2 separate regions of the Mus musculus genome follow, and region 2 is linked to region 1. Evidence: chromatin contacts called from public HiChIP or PLAC-seq data. All regions are on one chromosome and are shown on one strand. Each heading gives the region's core, a stretch centred on a gene start, on an enhancer-like site or on the middle of the called end of the contact. The rest is flanking DNA. Distances are from core to core; before and after follow the strand shown.

Region 1 (2,811 bases), core at 310-2,809:
AAGGAATCAATCCTAACAACTTACCAACCAGCCAAACCAAGCAACCAACCAAACCAATCAACTAACCAAACTAACCATCCAAACCAGCTAACCAACCAACTTAACCAACTCAACCAACCTATCAAACAAGCAACCTAACCAATCCACCCACCCACTCAATTACCCACCCACTAACCAACTCAGCCACCAACCAACCCAAACCAACCAACCAACCAACCAACCAACCAACCCAATCAACCAACGGAACCAACCAAAGACACCCTCACACCACCACTAGCACCCCGCCCCCACACACATAAATTTAAACCATCAAACTCCCTGCCCTCATCAACAAAGATAATATCTAGTAGCAAATACTTGGGAAGTAAATGGATGTCTCGATTCAGGCAGTGACAGCAGGGGTGACAGCTGGGGGCAGACACAGCTTCCCATTTTGTAATACTGTAATACTGTTAAGCACTGCCTTAACCCAAATTGATTTCACTGACTTTAAGATTCCAGGCTCTTTGTGTGACAAATGTCACACTTGTGTACACGCGTTTTTACTTTATTTAGAGTGCCAGTTTAAAGGGTTGCAAGGAAGAAAAAGGACTAGTGTGCCTTTGTGGGTAAGCTCTGAGAAGAATTACCTCTGAGCAGAGTGGACAAAACCTCTCTAGGAAAGCCGCCAGGTGGCACCTGTAAGGCGCAGATGGAGAGAGTCATTTGCCCCACCCCCACAGGCCGGACTATCCAGACTACCCCTCACCCCTCGGGTTTGTTCGCGAGGAAGTGGGGGAGTTTCAGTCTCTTTCCAGACAGCGTGATTACACACCAAAATTTTCTGACACCTCAAACACACCGAGGGCGGATTGTCTCCACACAACCAGGCTGTCAAAGGCATGAGCCTGGTGGTTGGGAACACTTAGGCACTCTGCAAGGTGGGGAGTGGCTGTGGGCTGCCCCTGTGCCCAGGTCTGCTCAGTCTGGGTCTAGGGGAAAACACTGGCAAGGGAGAAGCAGTTCTCAGGACCGTGACACGCAGAAGTCACCAGAACGTGGGACAGCGCTTCACACTCCTCTAACGCCCAATCCTCCTCCCAGGGACAGTCAGTGGGGACTAGTCTGAGCTACCTTCTCACATCCTTTTACATTTCCGCCTTCTGCAGTCTCTTCTCCTGTCCGGGTCGCATTGTGATTGCCTTGCCCCCCCCCCCCCCCGCCCCGCGCGCTTCGCCCCTGTGATCCCGCACCCCAGGATTGGCAGCTGACCCCAGAGACAGCAGAGTCTGAGTGGTGGGTGTCAGTAAACAGAAGCAGCGTGTTGTGGTCATTTCGAGCTGTGCGGTCGGGCCACCAACTCCATCTGTGGCAGGGAGGCGAGCTGCACCAGTTGCGAGACTGCTGCTGTTCCTCTTTGGTGGCTGGTTGGTGACATTGGGAGGAGACCGCTCCGAGGGAGTGAGCCTAAGACGAGGAGGAAGAGAGGCAGGGCGTTGGGGGTGGGGACGTGGCGACAGTGCCAGGGGGCGTGTGAGCTGCGGGCGAGGAGCAACTTCTCCCGGGCGCGCGCTGCGGGGCGGCGGGCGGAGCGTGAGCTGCCAGCCCAGAGCAGGGAGCGGGGAGCGGGGAGGCTCGGCCCGCGCCCTGCACGCTACCATCCTCCGGGTTCCCAGCCCCGGGTGCTGAGCTCGCCGCTATAAATAGCAGGTTACAGCTTCTGCTTGGGCGCACACGCTTTCACTGGAGAACGCAGGAAAGTCATCCTGAAAAGTGTCTGCCGCTGCTATCGCCCCCTACTCAGCCTCTGCAAGAGGTAACATCCTGCCTGGGATCCTGGGGCTCGGGAGGGAATTTTGCAGGGTGCGGAGGGTGAGGATGGGTGAATCCATAGGCTGTAGTCGTGCGCATCGGACAGTTCAGGGTGGTGGTGGTGGGGAGTACGTCCTGCCTGAGAGACAGCTGGTGTGTTTCTTATCAAGTTTCCCAGCTTGCAGCCAAGATCGTCCCTTCAGCCTTGCTTCCCAGGGACCCTGGCTGCTGGTGGTACCCCTGTGACCCTGATTACTGTCTAGTGGAGCTCGCTTGGTCTGGGGTGAACACCACACACACACACACACACACACACACACACACACACACACACGCACACACATATGAGTTCCAACTCCCAGGTGACACTGAGTTCTGGCCCAGCTTATGGTCCCTTTGAGCTGTTCTTAAAAGGTGCTGCAGCGACCTGGAGTGCTTAGGGACTGCTTCTCAACCCTAGTCCCAGTCACTGGCTGTCTCCTGCTTCAGAGGAAGTGGTCCTGGTCCTTAGAACAAGGAAGGCATGCTGGGGTTGCAGTTGCCTAAAGAGCTCTCTTTTCATGGCTATCTCCAGCCCCACCTTCAGCAACTCCTGCCCTCTCCGTCCCCCCAACACCACCCCCCCAAGTCAGGCCTGTTACCCCTAGGCTACCTTCATGTTCTACCTACCCCAAAGAGAAGTCAAGAAAGAGTTAGAAAATCAGGGCTTCAAAGTAAGAGTGGGTGATGAGAGGCTCCTCTGGAGTCTCAAATTTGCACTACAGCCTACTTGAGCTTATCTGGCCCCTCTAGCAGGACAAGGGTCCTGAGCAAACCCAGGAGCCTGCTGCTAGTATGGACTTTCAGGCTTGCAACTGGCTAGCTCTAGGTGATGCGAGAACCAGAGGCACCGGTGTTTGCCCCTCTCCACCTTTGATTTTGCTTCCCTCAGGGGAGGTGGTTTCTGCCCCAGAGGACACCCAGAGGTTTCTGTTTGGAGACAGAAGCTTTATAGGTAGGGATGTGCATATTGATGAGATA
Region 2 (2,860 bases), core at 159-2,658, 520 kb after region 1:
GGGAATGACCTTCCTTTGTAAACCTTGTTTCCTCTGACAGCCTCTTGAGTCCAGGACCTCCGTGTTGACTCACTAACTGGAATTCAGTGAGTACTGCTGTTGTGGAATGCGATCTTACTGGCTTCTAATAGAATCATAGCTAAGGGGCCAGGAATCTGGCTCAGTAGGTGAAGGTGCTTGCTGCTAATCCTGACAACCTAAGTTTGATTTTATGGGCCTACACGCTGGAAAGAGAGAAGCAGTTCCAGCAAGCTGTCCTTTCTCAGGCATGATATTTGTACCCACATTCAGGCACATGGCAACTGCTCAGCACCACAAAATAAATAAATGTGTAAATAAACACAGTTAAAACCACCATAACAGGGTTATTTTCCTCAATGCCATGCTACAGTGGGAGATGTCTACTGTCAGCCTTGCCTGTAGTCAGATGAGTGAGTTACTTGTCAAAGTATTTGGAACTTATTACATTTGCATGGAAAATGCTGTTCTCTTATCTAAAATCAAATTGAAGATTTATCAGGGGCTTGCATGGTAAATAGGAGAGTGGTCTCCTAAGGTTGTTGTTGGGCAAATTGCCCACAGACACTAAATGCCTTGGCTTCTGAGATTGGCCACTAGTTCCAGTACAGATGGATTTCTGCAGGGCATGAGTGCATTGGCATTTAAGAGCACGGAAGGATCAGTTGAGACTCTAACGAAAGAAGTTACTGTCACCAGGAACTAATTACTTTGCTTAAATTCTCCAACCTATCTAGTTCCGAGAATAACACCAGTAAGAGAGCTAAATTATACATGCATGTGCCAGGTTTAACGTCAATGAGCTTATCATTTGATCACAAGGAGGGAATTTTTCTCCCATGTCATCTTTGTCTCCGAAACCTTCATCATGAATCAGATACTACTTAATGGCTATGTTTTGTTATTTTTGTTTTTTCATTACAAAGTCACTTGAAGAATAGATTGGCAAAAGTTGTAAGTGAAATGAAGACTGTAGAATGAGGAAAATTGTAAAAATACATCTGGCTCATCTTATAATATTTATTATGGAATTGTAGTAGTTCCTGACAGATTATCTTTGCAATGTCTTTGAAGTCTTAGAATGTCAAAATGCCCAGTCCTGAATATAAAATAATACAGGAGGCAACATTTTATTTGAATTTTATGATCAGAGAGACTAAAAATGGGAATATGTGCCCTTTCTGTAAATGTGTTTTTCCTATTTTTACATCTTGCACTTCTGTCTTCAGAGAGAGCTAGCCTTTCTGTCCTGTGCCCTCCTGCAAGGAGGTGAGTCAGAAAGAATCAGAGAACTTTCCAGACATGTTAACTGGGATTGGTTTTAAGCAGAGGCTTCAGGTTACTCATGCAGCCGTGGGGGAGCCTGAAAGCGGAGAGCAAAGCAATGAGTTATAATTACACATGAGTAGTCACTCCGGGAGAGTTTTCTCTTCAATTTTTGAGTCATCTGTGTTCAGTCACCACATCCATGTGACTCATGAGATTCTGCAGCAGACTGTAGGACTGGCATGTTGGTTACTTTAAAGAAGTTTTAGGAATGGAGAAACAGAGGCACTAGTTTGGGTTCTCAGAAAGTCTCACAAAAAATGCCTGTAACTGGAGCTAAGAATATCAGGTAGTTTATATTTTTAGATATATTGAATGTGATGCAATTGTAATAGTGCCTGTTACACAGTCTATAATGAACACTGCACACTATTACGGTTAGGAGCATCAATCTGAGATTTCCATAAAACCTAGACCACATTTGCTTTCTGTTTTGTTTTGTTTTTTTTTTCTCTTTTTTCAAAAATGGGATTTAATTGATCCTAGGCTGATTAATACATTCTTGCCTTTGTCATACACTGCCCTCACAATGAAGTAAATCAGAGAATGATACTCCAAAGGGCTCTGGGCTACTCTGCTTCTTGGGCAGTTATTACTTAAGCTCATGATTCTCAGGGATAACTATGTGGTTAGAAGACAGATATCTATATATCCTATATAATCTGATGTTCTCACCACATATAAACAATATGTATAAAGTGATATATACTCTGTATTTGATTATTTTGTAAAACATAATAAATGTCTACGTGAGTACAAAATTCTCTGTGAGACAGTCTAAGTGTACCAAACATTGAATAATGGTTCCTTGGCGAGAAGTCTTCCAAGTGTTGTGTGACACAACAGATGCCATGTGTGGAAGGCAACGTGGGGTCTTTATGGGTTGATAGGCTGGGAGATTCCTGGGATTTGCATTCACATAGGAGGTGCTGAGAACTTGTTCCCTTTCCCTGTGTGAGGACATAGCTGAAGGCAGCCAACTGCAAGCCAAATGAGAGCCCCCTGCAGAATTTAGCCACTCTGGTACTATAAGTTCACACTACAGCCTCCAGAACTCTGAGAGAGCAAAGTAGTGGCTAGAATGGTAGTTGGTCTAGACTAAAATGAGTGTTGCAAGATTTTGCTACAGTTCTTTAAATAACGTCAGACAATGCACTTGCTGTGTGTCCTATGCATTTTCTTGTTGCTAGTAAAAATCCAAGCATAACAATGACTCCACCTCTGAAAGCAACAGGTGCGATACTCAGGTCTGTAGAATGATGCTCACAGACCTTGTGAGGAGTGAAGCCCAGTTAAAGAGATTGGTGTGCTTAAAAGAAGGCAAGAATTGAGACAGGTGTCGGCATTTGACAATATAGTCATCCAGATGAAAATGGACACGAATCTGTAGATAGGAACACAGTTTGTGTGACCCGCACACTGCTCACAGCTGTGTAAAAAAAGGCTTTTGTTTTTGTTGTTGTTGTTGTTGTTTTGGTGCTGTGATCAAGCACATGGCAAACACACCTTAAGGCAG

Evidence for each region. HiChIP or PLAC-seq counts read pairs in DNA pulled down with a chosen protein or histone mark.
Region 2: a contact with region 1 is called in a FOXA1 HiChIP or PLAC-seq map of pancreatic cancer cells. The contact joins the enhancer-like site here to the promoter of Inpp4b in region 1. A contact is called at or near these places in 4 of 39 promoter capture datasets (the 3T3-L1 cell line, the HPC-7 cell line, HPC-7-derived erythroid cells and 2 more), 6 of 484 Hi-C or Micro-C datasets (CD4 T cells, Th1 cells, cerebellum and 2 more), 7 of 115 datasets of contacts at active chromatin or transcription factors (astrocytes, cardiomyocytes, effector CD8 T cells and 4 more) and 3 of 9 other capture datasets (adipose tissue, macrophages and pancreatic islet).

The regions. Positions count from the first base shown.
Region 1 is chr8:81,341,003-81,343,813 of GRCm38.p6, forward strand. It overlaps Inpp4b (inositol polyphosphate-4-phosphatase, type II), which reads left to right and starts at 1,560. Exons shown (of 25, transcript NM_001024617.3): 1 at 1,560-1,795. It overlaps Gm51582 (classical arabinogalactan protein 9-like), which reads right to left and starts at 1,651. Exons shown (of 2, transcript XM_030243908.1): 1 at 1,252-1,651. The coding sequence starts at 1,640.
Region 2 is chr8:81,865,798-81,868,657 of GRCm38.p6, forward strand. The region is part of intron 8 of Inpp4b (inositol polyphosphate-4-phosphatase, type II); the gene reads left to right. Among named protein-coding and RNA genes, the nearest start is that of Gm25267, 290 kb to the right of the region's middle. Within about 2 kb of position 1,409, at least 62 of the 459 cell types and tissues checked have an H3K27ac peak or open chromatin away from gene starts, as enhancers often do. A contact at or near this core is called in pancreatic cancer cells, where this site is marked.